Regions from separate parts of the Anser cygnoides genome. Here all the other regions are linked to region 1. The links are chromatin contacts, called in public Hi-C maps. All regions are on one chromosome and are shown on one strand. Each heading gives the region's core, a stretch centred on a gene start, on an enhancer-like site or on the middle of the called end of the contact. The rest is flanking DNA. Distances are from core to core; before and after follow the strand shown. Region 1 overlaps LOC125179971 (a long non-coding RNA gene). Region 2 holds the start of PLA1A (phospholipase A1 member A). Region 3 holds the start of ATP1A1 (ATPase Na+/K+ transporting subunit alpha 1).

What was found. A called contact is a pair of places that touch in the nucleus more often than the background predicts.
Region 2: a Hi-C map of liver shows a contact between it and region 1, with 15 times the contacts expected there. The contact joins the promoter of PLA1A here to the enhancer-like site in region 1. A contact is called at or near these places in 2 of 7 Hi-C or Micro-C datasets (both in liver).
Region 3: a contact with region 1 is called in a Hi-C map of liver, with 2.4 times the contacts expected there. The contact joins the promoter of ATP1A1 here to the enhancer-like site in region 1. A contact is called at or near these places in 4 of 7 Hi-C or Micro-C datasets (granulosa cells and liver).

Annotation. Positions count from the first base shown.
Region 1 is chr1:99,575,045-99,577,744 of Taihu_goose_T2T_genome, forward strand. It overlaps LOC125179971 (a long non-coding RNA gene), which reads right to left. Exons shown (of 3, transcript XR_007158121.2): 3 at 1,255-2,700. Among named protein-coding and RNA genes, the nearest start is that of CD58, 42 kb to the right of the region's middle. Within about 2 kb of position 1,422, at least 2 of the 3 cell types and tissues checked have open chromatin away from gene starts, as enhancers often do. A contact at or near this core is called in liver, where this site is marked.
Region 2 is chr1:99,623,105-99,625,804 of Taihu_goose_T2T_genome, forward strand. PLA1A (phospholipase A1 member A) reads left to right here and starts at 1,305. Exons shown (of 11, transcript XM_013183357.3): 1 at 1,305-1,604. The coding sequence starts at 1,526.
Region 3 is chr1:99,525,125-99,527,824 of Taihu_goose_T2T_genome, forward strand. It overlaps ATP1A1 (ATPase Na+/K+ transporting subunit alpha 1), which reads left to right and starts at 1,275. Exons shown (of 23, transcript XM_048047673.2): 1 at 1,275-1,509. The coding sequence starts at 1,498.

The sequences.
Region 1 (2,700 bases), core at 172-2,671:
GAGACAGCTTGTCTAAGTGCTTGGAGCACAGGTCCTCGGGAATTAAATCCCTGGGGAAATACCTGTTTCTGCCCATCTGTTTCTTCCCAGCCACCCCACAGTGCTCTGCCACCACGAGGCCACTCTGCAGAGCAGAGAAAGGCAGAGGCTCAGTTATCTGTCTCCATGCAGGAGTTTAAGCACCTGAACTCCACATTATGGATGTGGGCCAAACACCTATGCACCTGGCAGGACAGAGGCTGGGCAGGAGCTCAGAGGCACTGATAATGCCCCAGTGCAAATGCCGGAGGCCAGCAGGTGCCACTCAGCATCACTGGGAGCTGCTGGAGCTGGACTGGTGTGAGAGAAGGGGCTTCAGAGAGGCTTCACAGCAGAGAAATTACGGTGGCTCTCCACTTTTCCCTTCCAGAGTTAGGGTGACCAGCTTTTTCAGCAAAGGGGACCCCTTCCTGGGCCTGGCATCTGTGGAGCTTGCCTGCAAGCCTTTTTTTTTTTTTTTGTGATGTGCAGCCAAAGGTTTTGGGGAGTCAGCAGGTGTGTCAGTCAGGTGAATCTAGACACAGATTGGTTTTAAAGACATGGATGCTATCTCACCATCTCTGTCCCAGAGCCTGTCTCCTCATCTGTGCTGCTGCTTTACAGCCTGCTGGGGCCTCTGCACCCAGTTCAGAGTTAATATTTTATCTAGAGGTCCAGAGAAGCTCGGTGAAAATTGTTCTAGCCTTGAAATGCCAAAGGTAACTTTAAGATGTTTCCTTCCAGACTCTGAAGCATTGCTATTAGAAATGTATTCTCTGATAAGGAAATGGCTCTGGCTAACATCTGCGGAGATTATTCATGGAAATCAGTGCTATGATTGTCCCTGTGTCCTTTTCATCCGTCTTTTCTGAACTCCACCTTTATGGAGACCAAGTGCATTAACCTTCCAACACCGGTGAGAGCAGTGAGAAAAGTGAGAGCAGGTCTCCAGCAGAGGAAAATCTGCTCATCCTGAAAAGTCTTCTTTGTTCTCATTGCACAGGATCATTTCTCTACCACGCAGGATATTTATGGGAGGGACAGCAGTGGCAAGGGGAGTAATGACGCTTTTTTGTTTAATTATTAACTCACGCCGTCGCCTGCTGCCACATACTCCAGTCAACACCACAAGGCAGTGGGGCTGTGCTGGCTGGAGAGCTCAGCAAGAGGCGGGCAGTAAAGAAAAAGATAATTTCTCATTCATCTGCTCATTTATGTTGTGCTCTGACCTGCCTTACTTTGCTGGTGCTTGGGTTTCTCCACCAGCAACGTCTGAATGGCTGTAGCATGTTTATTCCTACCTGCCAAGCACTGTCCCAACAGCACTTCGAGCCTCACACACACTACACACAGCGTTTTCCAGAAACAGCTGACACTCTGGTGTATTATTTCTGGGGGACCATGTAACAACTACTTCAAAGAGCAAATGTAGCTAGAATAAGAAAGGCAGCCAAGAGAAATTCATCTCACTGAGTTCTCTCACCGCCATCAAAAAGATCTGTCTTGCAACCCATCGCTGCATAGTTCGCAAACCATCAGGAAGAGTTTTACAGCTCAGAGATACAGGTTTCAGTAGAATTTGCTAGAAACCTTCTGCCAAACTGTTTTTCAAATTTTAATGGAAGTTAATCACATCCAAATCATTTCCAGGGGAAGCGCGGCTTTCAAAGAACATGTCAGCTTGAAATATTGCTCAGGGGATCACTTTTGTAAGTACCATAATATTTAGACATTTTTTAAAGTAAAAAAGATCTTCACCATAGATTTGCAATGCTTAGTCAATAAAAAGGAGAAGGCTAACTGTACATAAGTGGTTCTAAATAAAACATTTAGGTTGCTGAAAGAAAACATTTCAACTGAACAAAAAGAGATTTTTTTCTAGTAAAATATCAATTCTTTGAGAAGTTAGAGATTTTAACTTTTTATGCCAACTCAGGACACATACTTTTCCTTAATATCTAGATTATTTGGTAGAGGGGGAATCTATTTCCCATTCAACTTGCCTTTTACAGAGGCAGAATACAATAAAGCTGAGGCAAATTTTGCTGGAAAAAAAAATCTCCACCAGAATCCTTTACATTATTGAAAATGACCCCAAGGCAACCAGTGACATTTGTCACCAAGGTTGTCAGCTGTAGTTTTAGCAGCACTTCCCCCTGTGAGCAAACGCCTGAGATGTCAGCACGTGTCCATGCTGCCTGGGAAATGAGCTGTGTTCCTATATCTCTGTCTATTTTAAGGCATAGCCCATATGCAGTCCTTTCAGCTCCTCACAGTCAGGAATGTGGCTCCTTCTGGAAACCATCCCCTCGGTGAGACAGCTGGGCTTTGACCGAGGGCTGAATATTCACTGCACAACACAGCCTGCGTGGCGTGGGTTAGGATACCCCGAGCTGTGCCGTCAGCAGCAGTGTGTGTCCAAGTGAGCACCTCCGTGCTGCAGGTTTCCAAGGTTTCACAACCTCAGCTCTCAGGGCAGATCAGTGAATGTGGGAGGGACTTTGGCTTATGCAATTCACACAGCTCCCACTTATTTCCAGTCCTCATGCACCAAGAAACTTTTAGGCTGGACCCTCACACCCACTTCTTCCCAACCTGACCCCCCATCAGTTTCCTTCTGAGGCCTCCTCCACTCTCTGCGCTCTTCAGGCCATGAGTGCTCCTGATGGCTTGTGCCAGGTG
Region 2 (2,700 bases), core at 55-2,554, 48 kb after region 1:
ACCACATTCCAGTCATGTGAGCTGTCCCACCATGTCTCTGTAATTGCCACTAGATCATAGTCTCCTGACTGAACACGAATTTCTAACTCCTCCTGCTTATTCCCCATGCTACGTGCATTGGTGTACAGGCACTTCATTGGTTTGTTATCGCAAAGTTTTTAGTTTTTGCAGAGCAGTGCTTACACAGAGCAAAGGACTTTTCTACTTCTCATGCTGCCTTGCCAGCGAGGAGGCTGGGGTGCCTAAGAAGCTGGGAGGGGACGCAGCCAGGACAGCCAACCCAGACTGACCAAAGAGATATTCCATACCATACGTCATCATGCTCAACAATAAAAGCTGGGGTAAAGAAGGAGGAACTGGGGGGGGGGGAAGCACTGAGTGTTGATGTTTGTCTTCCCAAGAAACCATTACACATGATGAGCCCTGCTTTCCTGGAAGTGGCTGACCACCTGCCTGCCCATGGGAAGCACTGAATGAATTCCTTGTTTTACTTTGCTTCCATGAATGGCTTTTCCTTTACCTAATAAAATGTCTTTATCTTAGTCCATAAATTCTTACGTTTTTACCTCTCTGATTCTGTCCCCCATCCCACCTGGGGTGAGTGAGTGAGCAGCTGTGTAGTGCTCAGCTGCCTGCTGGGGTTTAACTTCAACATCCAGGAGCTTTAGGCCCTTCTGTCCGCTGTCCCCATGCAGGGCTGCACCAGCTCTGATGCCTGTTCCCTCTGTTGCTTCCTCTGTGCTGGAGGAGAGGCTGGGGCAGCCGCCAGGCCCGCCCCAAGGCCAGCCACCCCGTATTAATTGCTCACCATGGCATAATACATTATGGAATATCTCTTTGGCCAGCTGGGGTCAGCTGTCCTGGTTCCGTCCCCTCCCGGCTCCTGCTGCACCCCCAGCCTTCTCACTAGCAGGGTGGTGTGAGAAGCTGAAAAGTCTGTGGCTTAGTGTAAGCACTGCTCTGCAGCAATTAAACCATCAGTGTGTTATCAACATTATTCTCATCCTCAATCCAAAACACAGCACCAGACCAGCTCCTAGGAGGAAAATCAACTCTATCCTACCCAAAACCAGGACAACTGGAAAGAGACATCAATGCAATAGGAAAATATTCAGATGCAAGGCTCTGCTACAAGCCTTCCTGGCACTGGCATATTCTGAAGCCTTGTGACTAATCGGTGTCCCCACTGAGAGCCTAGGAGACAGGGCTAGGTGACAAGCATAAAGCTCTGTCTGTCGGTTGCTGCAACTAGTTTCACTAGCCGATTTCTGAGGCAATAATTTTGCCTTCAGGAAAGGGAAGTAGGAAGGAAAGGGGTGTCAGCGTCTTTTTAAACCAAAATATCAGTGAAGCCCTCTGCTGACACAGACTTTGTCTAATGGTCAAACAAGAGCAGAGGTGATTGCACCTACCCCTTTTTTCCCAAAAGAAACAGCCTAGTTGATCATTGACAGACGCAAGCTGATTGACCAGCCCACCACGTCTCTTTTTCTGTGTACAACCCTTGTACCTGTAGTGGACTAACATGAAGATGGTTGAGGATCTGAAGAGAAAACCCCTCTTCGTTCTTGCTGTCATCTTGCTGCTTAGTTCAGCACAAGCAGGTAAGAAAGACATGAGTGCTTAGCAAGGGATTTAAGGCTTTACATAGAAGGGCCTGATTTCAATTCTACCTAAAAAAAACAGTGTTTCAAGAGGTCCTTCCTATAATCTAGTTAGATACCACAAGAATGGGTCCTTTCTTTTCCCATGCTTTGATTGAAGCTATCTCACTGATTTCACTCCACTAACTTAATTTAAAAGAATGATCCACAATTACTCTGAAACGTAAGGAGGTGCAAAACAGACCACTTGACCTCTGGACATGGCACCTCCTTCTTTGCAAGCTGAGCAAGCGGAATATGCAGTAGCTGAAACAAAATAAACAGACGCCGCATGTCCATTTCTCTGTTTAGTTGTGATTCTCTTTACTCACAATTCCCCCTCGTCTGACGCCATTCTGGACACGCACCACACTTTCACTGAGTGCACCCTTTCTAGAGAAGCTGGCTCATGAGCAGCAGTATTTCTAAACTGATTTCAGAGAACAACTCTTTCTCTTTTCCCTTCAGTCCCCAGGAACACCGAAACAGACAGCAGTAGGGGACAGACACATCCCACAGGGGGGAATTTTGAGTGTTGAATTTCGTTTCTTTGCACTGAGCCTTAGGCCATGTTCCACCTAGCTGCTGTAGAATATCTTCTGTGGGAACAGGCAGTGGTTAGGAAGCTGATTGTTTGGGTTTTTATTTATTTATTTATTTATTTATTTATTACGTACAAATTCAAGGCTGTTCCACTTCCTCCAGTCCAGAAAAGGGAAGGGGCATGCGTTGTCATTTCAGCACAAAGCAACTATGCCAGTTCATAGAGTAAACATTTTTAGATCAGAAGAGATCATTTAATCAATTGTTTGCCTTCCTGCTCATCATGGTTTAATAAGTTTCATCCCGTTAGCCCTTCAGTCATTCCAATATCTTGCATTCTACAACCTCTACAGAATAGCAGCCGGTCCTCTGAAATGCCAAATGATAGGCAGTCCAGCTCTTCTGTGGGTAACTTGTGCTGCTGCCTAGCCATACATACTGCTCTGCATCTCCTTGCTTCATTTATAGTCAAAATTTGCCCAATTTTGTACTATCTACTGGTTTGAGGTGTTGT
Region 3 (2,700 bases), core at 25-2,524, 50 kb before region 1:
CACGATGGATCAATGTTCATTTGTCTGCACATACACCGCATCCATCAGAAGCTCCAAAAGCAAGTCCAGGACACAGCGACAGCATCAAGCTCCACCAGTGGTGCGGTGCCTCACACCAGCCTTTAGATCAGTCATCTGCCATGGTTGTGGTGGCATCCCTTCCTGTTACATACACGGGCCTGTGGGCAAACAGTTTGATCAGAAAGCTCTTGTCCAGGACTTTTACAGACTGAGTTCAGTTCTCTTCTCCTGCTGAGGGGAGCTTCAACCCTCCACTTATCCAAAAAGAACTGTACTTACCTAAATGTAAGTTTCCATACTTACCTACTTCCATACTTATCTAAATGTAAGTTTTTCTCTTCCACAACAGTGATCCCAATGCCCTCACAGATATAATCCAATGTGTTTGGGGCCCTCAGCAAGGTAGCAAGTTCTCCTGCAGGGAACTGGCTACCAAAACACTTCCTTGGTGGCTGTCCCTGGGCACTTCCAGGTATATAGAGGGTCCTGATGGCTCTTCTAAGCTGTCAAGAATGTGAAAGAGCACAAACTGATTATCTTTGCTAGAGTGTAAAGAGAGAAGTAAAGAGCAAATGCGCAGAGCTATGGCTTCTGAATCTGTCTTTGCCACATTTTCAAGTGTAAAGGAACTATAGGTATCATCACCTTGTTAGGTGCTCTGCGCAGCAGAGGGCATGGAAATACACTCTATAAATCTTCACTGTGGTCCCGGCCCCCGTTTGCAGTAATCACAAAGCTTTAAAGATGCGGTTTTTACCAGTATTTACGCATCTCCTAGCACAGACAATGAGCTTTAACCTCGGGAGGTATGAAACACTTTGGGCACCACGTCTACCCAGCGCAGCCCGCCGTCACCGAGGGCAGCAGCAGGGTCAGGCGAGGACCTGGGGAGGCATCCAGCCCCTCACGGCAGGGTCCCTCGGGGCTCCACACGGCCGCCTTTGAGGGGACACGGCCCTGCAGGCGGCCCCTCACGGGGCAGCGGCGCCGACCCGACATGGCGGCGGCAGCGGGGGCCGGCGCAGCGCCCTCCGGCGGCCTCGCCCCGGGCCAGCAGGGCCAAGCAGGAGCCCCCGGCCCTCCCCGGGGCTCCGCTCCCCTCGGCGAGGCGCAGCCGAGACAAGCCCGGAGGCACCCTAAGGTCTGGTCTGCGGGCATGGCTCCCACCCAAAGCCTGCCCCCGTCCCCGGCGGCTCCCCGCCCGCAAGGGGCGGTGCGGCGAGCGGGGCGGGGCGGTGCAGCCGGGGCTCTTTATCCGGCGGGAAGCCGGCGGAATTTTGGAGTTGCGGCTGGAGCAGCGGTGCCGGAGGTAGACGAACGACGACGACGAGGGGACAGCGGGGGGAGAGAGCGAGCAGCCGCTGAAGGAGCACGGTGGTGGCGGCCGGGCGCTGCCGTCGCTCCGCACCTGCCGGGCCGCGCTGAGCCCCGCTCCTCGTCGCCTGCCGCGTGGTCTGCACGCCGCCGCCCCGCACCATGGGCAAGGGGGTGAGCGGCGGGGCCGGGGGGCGCCGCTGCTGCTCCGGGGAGGGGGCTTCGGGGGCGGGGGGGGGTCTGCCGGCCGGGGGTGAGGGCTGCCCGGCAGCCGCTCGCCCCCCGCTTTGTCCGCTCCGCGCCGGGAGGCGGGGGGGCGGCCATGTCGTGTGCGGTGGGGTTGCCGCCGGAGGGCGGCGCCGGGGCCGCCCCGACACATCTCGGTGCTGGGCTGCCGCCCGCTCCGGGGAGGGAGGGAGGGAGGGAGAAAGGATCGGGGAACCAGGGAGGGACGGCTGGAGGCGGCTCCCCAGCGGCGCCGCCGCCCCCGGAGGGCTGTGCGGAGCCTGGGCGGCGCTGGAAATGGCCGCGGAGGGAGCGCCTGGCGCCCCTGCGAGGCGCGGAGCCCGGCCTGGTGCGCGGCCCCCCGGGGCCCCGGGGGGGGTCCTCGGACCGGTGCTGGAGGAGGCTGCGGTTATCTCCTGCCCTTCTGGAGCCGAGCCGGGCAGCGCGGCCGCTCTCGTGGCTCCTGGCCTCTGCAGGAGTACTTTAGACTTGTTGAGACAGCAGGCCCCCGCGGGGGTGTGTGGCCGGGGGGTGTGACAGGATAAAGGGCTGCTTATTAGCGCCAATTTGCTTATTAGTAGCCGCGAGGGCAGATAAGGCTTGATAGCATAAGGAAGGTGATCATTCATGACTTTATCATGTCTATCCTGCTAATTGGGCTGATAAAAGCCTCCCAGCATGCTGTGCAGCAGTTTCTATGCGCTCACAAGGCGCTGTGTCAGCCCGGCTTCCTTCCAGCCTTCAGCCCGCAGCAAGAAGTCCTTAATCCAGATTATATCTCTTAACTATAAACGCATTTGAAGGCTCTTGAAAACAGAAGTGGGAACTTGAAGTTGGATGTTACGGTCAGATGCCCGGCTGGGGAGCAGAAACAAAATGTTCCCGGCCGGCTCTGCTTCCACGTGGAAGGCAGAGCTGTGAGGTGCCCGGAGGCGCAGAGGTGGCGGCCCTGTCCCCGCCTGCTGCCTACAGGTGGTGTGTGCTTCCACAGTGCTGCTCAGACACTACCCGACTCCGCATTGTCCTCATCCATGTGGTACAACCAGCGGTGTTGACACAACAGCATGAATAGGAGACATGGAGGAACACGGGTGAAAGGATGGTTGTTTGGAAAAGGGTTTGAGGAGCACACGGGGAGTT